Linked DNA regions of Mus musculus: region 1 is linked to region 2. The links are chromatin contacts, called in public HiChIP or PLAC-seq maps. All regions are on one chromosome and are shown on one strand. Each heading gives the region's core, a stretch centred on a gene start, on an enhancer-like site or on the middle of the called end of the contact. The rest is flanking DNA. Distances are from core to core; before and after follow the strand shown. Region 1 holds the start of Tmem268 (transmembrane protein 268). Region 2 overlaps Whrn (whirlin).

Region 1 (4,613 bases), core at 702-3,201, 84 kb before region 2:
CCAGATTCCGTTCTCTCCTCAACATGGGTTTCCTGTTCCGTGGTCAAGACATACTCTCTCCAAAGCTGAGTGGCTATCAGCCAAAGAGTCGGGAGAAGGATTTTAGTGACTCCAGGGTCTCAGCCCTCAGCACCCACGCTTGGGCTGGCTTCCTTTCCAGCTAATTCATGGAATCATCTTCGAGTGGGTCAGAAGAAACCACAATTCCTAGGCAGTGATATAGAAACCAAGTCCAGTCAGCCTGAGTCTCCTTGCGGCTCATGCTCAGTCCAACTCACAACAGCGGTCTCAAACAAAGGAGTACTTACCAGCCTATCTTAGTGCGCCTGCTCTTTCTATAGACCCAAGAGGCACAATGGCCACAAGGTTGCGCCCCTCTGCTGCCTCTGAGCAACTGCTAGGTAGGCCACAAGGCAGACCCAACCCTGACATCTGTACTCCTGGCCGAGGACTCAGGCCCTCTCGGTGAAGCCTCCCAACACTGGAGTGTTGAAAAGGCTGGGAGGAGCTGACACAGACTGGAGTTGCTCAAGCCCGGGGCTGCACAGAAGGATCCACTGGTTGCAAAATGCCACAATGAAGCATTGTGTCGGGGGCAGAAATCACAGCACCCACATCAGCCCCCTCAGCTGCCCACAGAGACCCAATCAGCAGACTCCAGTCACACACCCAAGTTTGTGTGTGTTGGCTAAAAGTAACCTGCCCAGCCCAACCACTTCCCACCTGGGTAGCCTTGAGCAAGGTAACAAGACTTCTCTCTGCCTCCATTTCCTGGAAAGGAGACAAGGACAGACACTTAGGATTGCCCTATGGGTTCCACGTCCATGAGATCCACACTTGGGAAAAGGTTGATTACTGAGAGAAGGTAGCTGTCATCAACCTATGCCACAAACATTCCCTGAGAACCTTCTAGGGCCAGCCCCTGGACTGTAAAACCAGGAGTGGAACATGGAGCGTTTGCTCAGCCCTCCCCTGCAGGGATCACCATCCACTGGGGAAAACACACTCAGAACTGCCAGAGAGATGAGGAGGAGGAAACTAGGCAGCAAAGGTGGAGGACGACAGACTCCCTGGGCTGCCTAAATGGGCTGCTTCGCCAAGGAGGAGACTGAAAGGAGCCACACAGAACTGAATGGACTCGACTCAGAGGTCAGGATGGGTCCAGGGCTCCCCGTGTACATTCTCATCCAAGTACCGAGGCTACAGGGCCATGAGGGGTCAGGCAGGACCCCAATGGCAAATGCTAACCATTTACCACCTCCTCAGCTCTGCTCCAATCTTCAGCACACAAGTAAGGGAGCCCCACACCATGGTAAGCAAAGCACAGAGGGAGCAAGTGACTGCCGACCGAGTTCCTCTGGGAACCCACATTGCAACCAGATTTTCCAGTTGCGGGCTGTGCAGACTCAAGCCCCCAAGAGGTCTCATCTCTGCACAGTGCCTGCCAGCCTCACCAACATCTGAGCGCCTAACATATCCTGAAAGGAAAGAAAGAAAAAAAAAAAATGGATTTCCTTCTTCTAACTCAGCTTCATTAATTACAATGCAAGTCCAACACATCAGAGAAGCAGCAGTCCCCCAAAAGTTTAGGGCAGAAAAACCTGGCTGGACAAGGAGTTCAAACGCCCCATTTCAATGATGAGAACATTAAGCCCCGGAAGAGAAAGCCGACTATCCAAGGTCAGGGAGCAAACCCGGAGGGAGCCAAAACAGAAAGCCGGCTCGGCGCGGCCCGGCCCGGCGTCTCCCACCGTACCTGGCCTCGGGCTTGGGCAGCAGGCTCCCCGATCTCTGCCCTCTGGCCTTGGGGTTCCTTTACCCCAGAAATCACCCGCCCTGCCCTGCAGATCCCACGCCTGACGCGTGGGGCGGGAAGAGGTCACCCGAGCCTGAGCGGAGGGACGCGCACGCAGGCCCCGCGGCCCCAACCCCCGAGCGCGGGAGCGCGGACGCGCGGGCACGCGCACGGCTCGCGCACACTCACCGCCGCGCTGCCGCCCGGGCCGCTCAGGGTCAGAGGTTCCATGCCCCTTGTACGCCGCGGCGTCCCGGCGCCGCCGCCCCCGCCGTCCCCGCGCGCCCTTTTTGGGGCGCGTCGCCCCAGCCGGTCTCCGCCGAGTCGCCCTACGGCAGGAGCGTCTCTCGGGCCGAGCCCGGAGCGTTTCATCAGCCACGCTCCCCCAGGGCGCCGGTAGGGGCCCTGCGCCCGCCACGTGCATGAGATCTGAGCTCGTCCCTGCAGTGAAGGAGCGGGGCGGGGAGGCCTGTCCCGAGTGACAAAGTCATGGGATCCGATGCATGAGGCACACTCGGGACCAGAAGTTTCTTCCAGGCTTGTTTTTAATGAAAAACGGTGTTCAGTATTGAAAGCGTCGGTGTAGTCTCCACTTTGTATCTGCGTTTTCTTTAAAAATCTTTAGTTGAGACAGTGCTGTGAAATTGTGTGAGATCTTTACGAAATAATGTGTGAGGTGTTCAAACACACACTTGCACACCCCGCTCCTTGAGATTTAAAAGGATCTGTGATGGCCTGCTTCTTTTTCCAGGTAAATCACTAGTCTTGGGTTCACCTTGGTGGGTTGTTCTGACAACAGCAGACCTGGCTAACTACATGTACTTTTCTTTGGAGTACGTGTTTATATCCTATTAGCCACCAAACATTGTCTTTCAACAAAGACGGTGGGCACTTGGTTGCTGCACCAACAGCCTGGTTTCTTTTTCAGGGGATCGATGAATGCACAGGTGGTTCCCACCCTTGCTTACAGGAAGGACTAGGGCAGTACATGCCACTGCCCTTGTCTCTACAAGTGGTCTTGTACACACAGAGAGACACAAACACATTTCTTCCTTTTAACAACTCTTGAGGACTTCCAGACCACAGGACTTACATGTGCCTGCAGGATGTTTCCAGGCAGCGAGAATGAATTGAAAACCCAAATTAGCATATCCCATGGAGGTGCCCACGGGGACAAGTGAGGATCAAGGTGGCAGGCTACTGAAAATGAACTTATCTGTGAGCAAATCAGCACTGAGTACCTGCTCTGTGCCAGCCTTGCCCTGGGCAGTAGAAAACAGTTCGTGGGAGCCTCCCATGTAGTTTGATCAACTTGCTAAACAGTAATGTAGAGGCCTGGGAACAAAAGACCCAAGGGTGCTGAGACTTCTAAATGCTGACCCGGCTATTGAAAAGGAAACAGCAACAAGCTGTGGCCTAGCCCCGCCCCACCCCCAACCCTGCCTGTGAAGCAACCCTCCTCAATGTCAGAGATGCCCTACTGCCTTCCCACCAGCCTGTCTTCACTCTCCACGGGCCAGCAGTTTTAGGTCGACACACCAGCCTCCTACAGGTACACAAACGGAACTTGGGAAGCGGCGGACAGAGCTGTACTGGTGCACTATGTAGCTGCCTGTGTGCTTGGACAGCTCTGCCCACTCATTCAGGAAAGTCAGGGACTCCTGCTGATGTGAGAGGCTGCAAGGGCGAAACGTTGAGTACTTAGTGTTCTGACTAGCAAGTGCACCCTTGCAGCAACACAAGTGTTTGCATACCTGAAATCCTGGGATAGGGGCGGGGGTGGGGGCCGGAATTCAAGGACATTACAACCAGGGAAACAGACTGCAGAGCTGACTTTAGTAGTGACTGCTTGATGGGAGTCTCGGGCATTTGTGAGGATTTCGATGTGCACTACCTGCAGCCTACACCGGATGAGTCACTGCCCTCTCTCCAAACCCCAAGCTCCATAAATAGAGCACCTCTCACTTCCTCCTGCCCTCCATTCTTTCACTTCCAGGTCCCAGTGTTTGCCTCAGGTCTTCCCTGTCCATCTGGAAGATCAGTGCCAAACCCATTCTCATCACCTGACCGGCCTATTCTTGGGTCTTGGGTGACAGGGCCCTACTTCTGAGAGCCCTGTCCTGCCCTAGGCCAAGGGCTGTCCTCCTCACTGGTTCCCATTCAACCTACAGTTATCCCTATTATGACCACTGGCTCATTCTTTCCCTGACAGCACAAACTTCGAGTCCTAAGGCCATTACATAGCTACCCAGTGCCCAACGGACAGGCTTTTGTTAAACACATCTTAATACATGGATGAAGTAAAAGAATTCTCCCCAGAATGGACAGAATTTCCAGAAATGCAGCAGCAGCAGCAGCAGCAGCAGCAGCAGCAGCAGATGGGATCGGAGGGAGCTTCAGAGAGCACCTGAAGAGCTAACTGGGCTGCCAGTTACATTCACTGACTTTCTAGCTTTCTTGCCATGGGCTGAACAAACTGATCAGATCACACAGCAGCTCTGGCTCACAAGAGCTGAGAGTCACACATTCAAATGCAACTCTGCCACTAATTATCTGTCCTTGAATAAGTGAACTTCATCCCTCTAAGGCTGTCTCCTAATTTATGCAATCTAATACTACTGCAGACATGGAGTATACAGCATGTATATCAACACCTTAAATTAGTATTAATGCATTAATACACAAACTATTCAAAAACGTATTTATTATAAAAGGTACCACCGCTAGTGGCTCCCTATCTGTTCAACTCTTGGAAGTGGTGTGACCTGGTAAACTCCACTATGAGATGTGATATGACAGCAGGTGAGAGCACAGAACT
Region 2 (4,646 bases), core at 1,491-3,990:
CTCCATTCATATGCATCGCTTTGAGAGGGCGAGCTACCAGCACAGTGCCTCTGGATAGGTAAGTGCAGCTTGACCCTTTCTGCTAGCCTGGGCAGTCTATGCCCTCCTCCCATTATCGACCCCTGGCCGTATGACGGTAATTATGGTGGCTGTGATTTCCCTTGGGGTACTGTTTACTATATCACCCAGTCAGGCCAGGCAATCATTTCTTTGGACCTACTGTGCGATAGCTTGAGCTTTGTCTCTCATCAGTCTACAAGTGTCATTGGCATATATTTTATATCAGAGACAATGCCTTACCTCATCAGGCACAGGTGACATGAAGTCCTACTGTGTGCTGTAAGCAGACACACCTGTAAGCAGACAAGTGTCATTGAAGCTCGTGTTACCTGATGATGCCTTGTTCTTCAGGAAGCACAAATATCGTGACCTGTTGTGTGGGCTGTCATATCTTATCTTTTACAACAATATTGGCTAGAACAGCCTTGAGGACCTACTGTACACCAGGAACTGCTAGGTCTCCACAGGCACAGCCTGTCACTTATCTGACCCAAGTGTTGTTGTGAGGACCTACTGTGCACTTGGCAATACTTCATCTTTCCAAACATAAGTATCTTCAGAGCCTGCTGTACACCAGGTGGTAATGTGTCCCTGGTGCTCAGTAGATTCTTGGTTGGACCTTGCAAAGTGATTGACTTATAGGCTTATCTCATCCTGCGCCTAGGATGGGATGGAAGACTCTTTTTTTTTCTTAAATTTATTTATTTATTTTATGTAAGTACACTGTAGTTGTCTTCAGACACTCCAGAAAAGGGTGTCAGATCTTGTTACAGATGGTTGTGAGCCACCATGTGGTTGCTGGGATTTGAACTCAGGACCTTTGGAAGAGCAGTCAGTGCTCTTACTTACTGAGCCTGGGATGGAAGACTCTTGCTAGTTGAAACACATTGGACAGGAGAGCTTGTCCTTTTGGAACAGAGAGCAGCAGGCAAGAGAGAGGGCTCAGGTAGCTTCCAGCACAGGAGCTGTCGGCAGCCTTGGCTTCTTCTCATCTCACCTGCCCCCTGACATCCACTCTCTGTTTTGCTGGGGCAGAAACACACCAGGTAGATCTCAGGCCCCTTGCTCCAGCACCTTCAACTTAACAAAGGTTTGATTTTTCTCCACTGTTCATCAGGAGAGCCTCAGGGAATACTCAAGAACACTACAAATCTTGCCCTGCTCACATCTGGAGAATCCTTTATAAAATGAGAGCTTTGGAGAGCTGCTTTGGTCTTATTCTCCCTCCACCAAGACCTGGCATTTGCTGTGGAGTCAGGAGCTAGGCTCTTCTTCCCCTTCCTCCCCTGGGAGAGGTCACAGGCTGGGCTCTCCTGGGGGAGCCAGGGCCCCAAGCTGTCTGAAGGAACCTCAGCCAGCCCTCATCCCCATTGTTCCTTGAGGATTGTGGCGTTCATAGAGCCCAGAGCAGCAGATGAGGGTGACAGGTTAGTGTCCCCAGTTCAGGTGCTAGGTACTTATTTTTGTATATTGAAAGCAGTATGCTTTCATCATACAACATTTGGAAAACATTACAAAACAGGAAAAGCAAAATACCAGCCACCTGCAATCCCACCCAGAGGCAGGCACTGGCCATCAGCACACTGTAGTGTTTGGTTTTCCTACCAGATTTTTCTTCCGACATAACTAAGATTGTTCTAGAAGCCATGATTTGTAGCCTGTCGACCCCACTTAACATTAGAATATGTCATGTGCAAGGCGTTGCAAAGCTTCTGTCAGTGTGATCTGGAAGTACACATGTCTGGTGCTTAAAGAAACCTTAACTGAGTCAGACCAGCCCCAACTTGGGGTGCAGTGTCAGCTAGGGCTGCCATAGTAGACTATCACACAGTGGGTGGCTTACGTCACAGGAATTGATTTGCTTGCATTTCCTGAAGCTGGAGCCAGCATGACAGTGTAATCAGGTGGCCTGCCAGGCTTGCAAAGGACCACTTTTCTTTCTGTGTCCTGTGCAAAGGAAAGGAAGTGAGCAAGCTTTGGTGTGTGTACCCACCCTTCATGCAGAGCTCCTGATCTCATCATGAAAACCCCGTCTTCATGGCCTCATCCCCCAGAGGCCCCATCACAATCACTAAAATAGGGGTAACTGCATACTGGAACCCCTAACAGAGGTACATCTGCTGTTAATCCAATACAAAGTGACTGTCTTCCAGAATCCATACCTTCATCTCCATTACAGGTGCCTTGTGGGAAAGCATACGACTGACCTCAGCTTCTACCCTAGGGCACAGACTTTGGCTTACTATTCCTCGTGTTTCTCCATCCTTACCCTGGAAAATTGTACAACAAACGTGGTATCTACATTTGACATTAGCAGCTATGTAAAAGGAGCCCCTTACAGTCTGTGCAGGCAGTGAGTCCCTGCCCGTCTTTACTGATGTGGCAGACCCCTCTCTACTGACCACTGTAAGAGTTAAGTTTGTAGCAAGAAACGAAGGATGAGCATTCAGACACCGTGACAGCTAGAACAGCTGCATGGTGTATCTAAGAGGTGGTGTCTCAAGATCTGCCTGTACTGTGATCAGGGTCCAGGACCCACCAGCAATGGCCAGAGCTCCAGAGGACAATAGATCCATGCTTCACGCTGGGGGTTCTGTAGTTAAGGAATAGGGAAGGGGGTGGGGGAGGTGCATTAGGGGCAGACAGGGGAAGTCAGCTTTTTTTCTTAAACAAGCTGTTTCTGAAACTGCAGGGTCTGATGTCTCTTTTACAACCACCTGGTGTCTGCAGTGGGGGCAGCTGCTTCTCTTATGCAATCTCCAAATGCCTGGCTTCCTCTGAGCTCAGTTTAGGGCTTTGTTTTTGTTTTTGTTTTGTTTTGTTTTTTGCGAGGGGTAGGGGTGGGGGTGTTTACCAGTGCTATGACTCCATGGGGATTCTTTGAGATTTTACATGGCAGGTTTGGGGCAGAATGTTTGCCACATACAGGTCCTTTGTAAATGCTAAGCTGTTCTCAGTGTTTCGGGTTTTGACTTGTATCTAGTAGTTCACTGGGGTCCTAAGACCACACTGTCATGCAGGTTCAGTGTTTAGCTAGAAAGTCTCATATATATTCAACATATATTCCTGTCCCTTAGAATCAGAACATGCAACTTGTCACCAGAATACGTTGATGCTCGTGACCCTCTTGTAAAATAGCCAGTGAGATGGCTCAGTGGGTGAAGGAGCCTGCCTCCCGGCCTGGCAGCCTGAGCCTGATTCCCCAGGGCCCACATGGTGGACCTAGAAAACCAACTCATACAAGTTGTTGTCTGACCCCCACACATGTGCCACGGCACACACATGTATGCACATAAACACAATAAGTAAATGCGATAAAGCGTTAAAGTGGCGTAGCATCCTCTGTAGCCTTTAAGTCATCTGCAGAGTACTTCTACCCGATGCAGTGTAAGTGCTATGCAAGTGGCTGCCGTGCTATACTATTTAGGGAATACTGACAGGAAACAATCTGTGTATGTTCAGGGCAGATGCAGACTTTAAAAAGCCCTTAAGCGTGTGCGCACACATATATATATGCATTCATGTAGAGGCCCAAACTTGGTGTTTGATGTCGCCCTCGGTGACCTTCCGTTCTCATTGTTGAGACATTCTCTCAACTCTTCCTAGAGCTTGTGGATTAGCTAGTTTAGTTAGCCAGCTCACCCCGGGGATCCTGTTCCTGTAATTCCAGCTGCTAGGATTACGGGAGGCTGCTGTGTCAGTCTGACTTCAGGGTTCTTGGATTTAATCTCATGATAATCTCTTGGATTTAATTTCATGATAAATGCTTTTAACTACTGAGCCATACCTCAGTCCCTCCCTAGATATATGTACACATGTGCCCGTGCGCGCACACACGCAGGTTGAATCTGTAGAAACTATGGGTGTGGAAGGTCAACTGTCCTTGAACTCCATGGCTCATATTTAGTTAGTTATGAATGTTACTAGTGAAGTTCAAAGGAAGCCCAAGCTTCTAGGAGTCCACAGAGAGTCACCTAGGGCACACTCCATTCTCCCAGAGTCCAACTGTGCCATGCTTGGTACTCCCTGGTTTATTGGGGGCCAGTCACATAGGCACTCTGTGGTCCCCACATTCCAGACTGCAGAAGAGGAGCAGGTGTTCAGCGTAAGCACACTGGATGCACGAGGAGTGTAAAAGAGTGAACTGCATGTGATACAGTTCAAAGCCACGGTCCTCAACACTACAGTAGGGCCAGCGCTGCACTGAAACCTAGCAAGGATAGCAGCCTCAGGCCTGCTCTGTTCACTTCCGTCGGTGAGGTATCTTGAGAGATGATGTACTTTGTATTTGGATCACTTGAGATAGGGTGGGACAGGTGCTGCATTTGTACATGTGAACACCATGAGTTGGGGGTGGGGGATGGTGACACTAAGCGTAAGGTTCTCCTCCGTGTGTGGATTCTTCTTCCCTCTAACTGCGTGTTCCCCTCTCTTCAGGCTCTCAAAGGCTCCAAGAAGCTGGTGCTGTCTGTATACTCAGCTGGGCGTATCCCAGGGGGCTATGTGACCAACCACATCTACACCTGGGTGGACCCACAGGGTCGAAGCACATCCCCTCCCTCCAGCCTGCCCCAGCCCCATGGCAG

The links. HiChIP or PLAC-seq counts read pairs in DNA pulled down with a chosen protein or histone mark.
Region 1: a contact with region 2 is called in an H3K4me3 HiChIP or PLAC-seq map of microglia, with 5 times the contacts expected there. The contact joins the promoter of Tmem268 here to the enhancer-like site in region 2. A contact is called at or near these places in 11 of 39 promoter capture datasets (the 3T3-L1 cell line, 3T3-L1-derived adipocytes, the HPC-7 cell line and 8 more), 1 of 15 datasets of contacts at CTCF or cohesin (the NIH/3T3 cell line), 14 of 484 Hi-C or Micro-C datasets (B cells, CD4 T cells, CD4 single positive thymocytes and 7 more), 2 of 115 datasets of contacts at active chromatin or transcription factors (double positive thymocytes and microglia) and 3 of 9 other capture datasets (adipose tissue, liver and pancreatic islet).

The regions. Positions count from the first base shown.
Region 1 is chr4:63,556,101-63,560,713 of GRCm38.p6, reverse strand. It overlaps Tmem268 (transmembrane protein 268), which reads right to left and starts at 1,951. Exons shown (of 10, transcript NM_001356354.1): 1 at 1,757-1,951.
Region 2 is chr4:63,472,720-63,477,365 of GRCm38.p6, reverse strand. It overlaps Whrn (whirlin), which reads left to right. Exons shown (of 12, transcript NM_028640.2): 2 at 4,498-4,646. Among named protein-coding and RNA genes, the nearest start is that of Whrn, 21 kb to the left of the region's middle. Within about 2 kb of position 2,740, at least 28 of the 459 cell types and tissues checked have an H3K27ac peak or open chromatin away from gene starts, as enhancers often do. A contact at or near this core is called in double positive thymocytes and microglia, where this site is marked.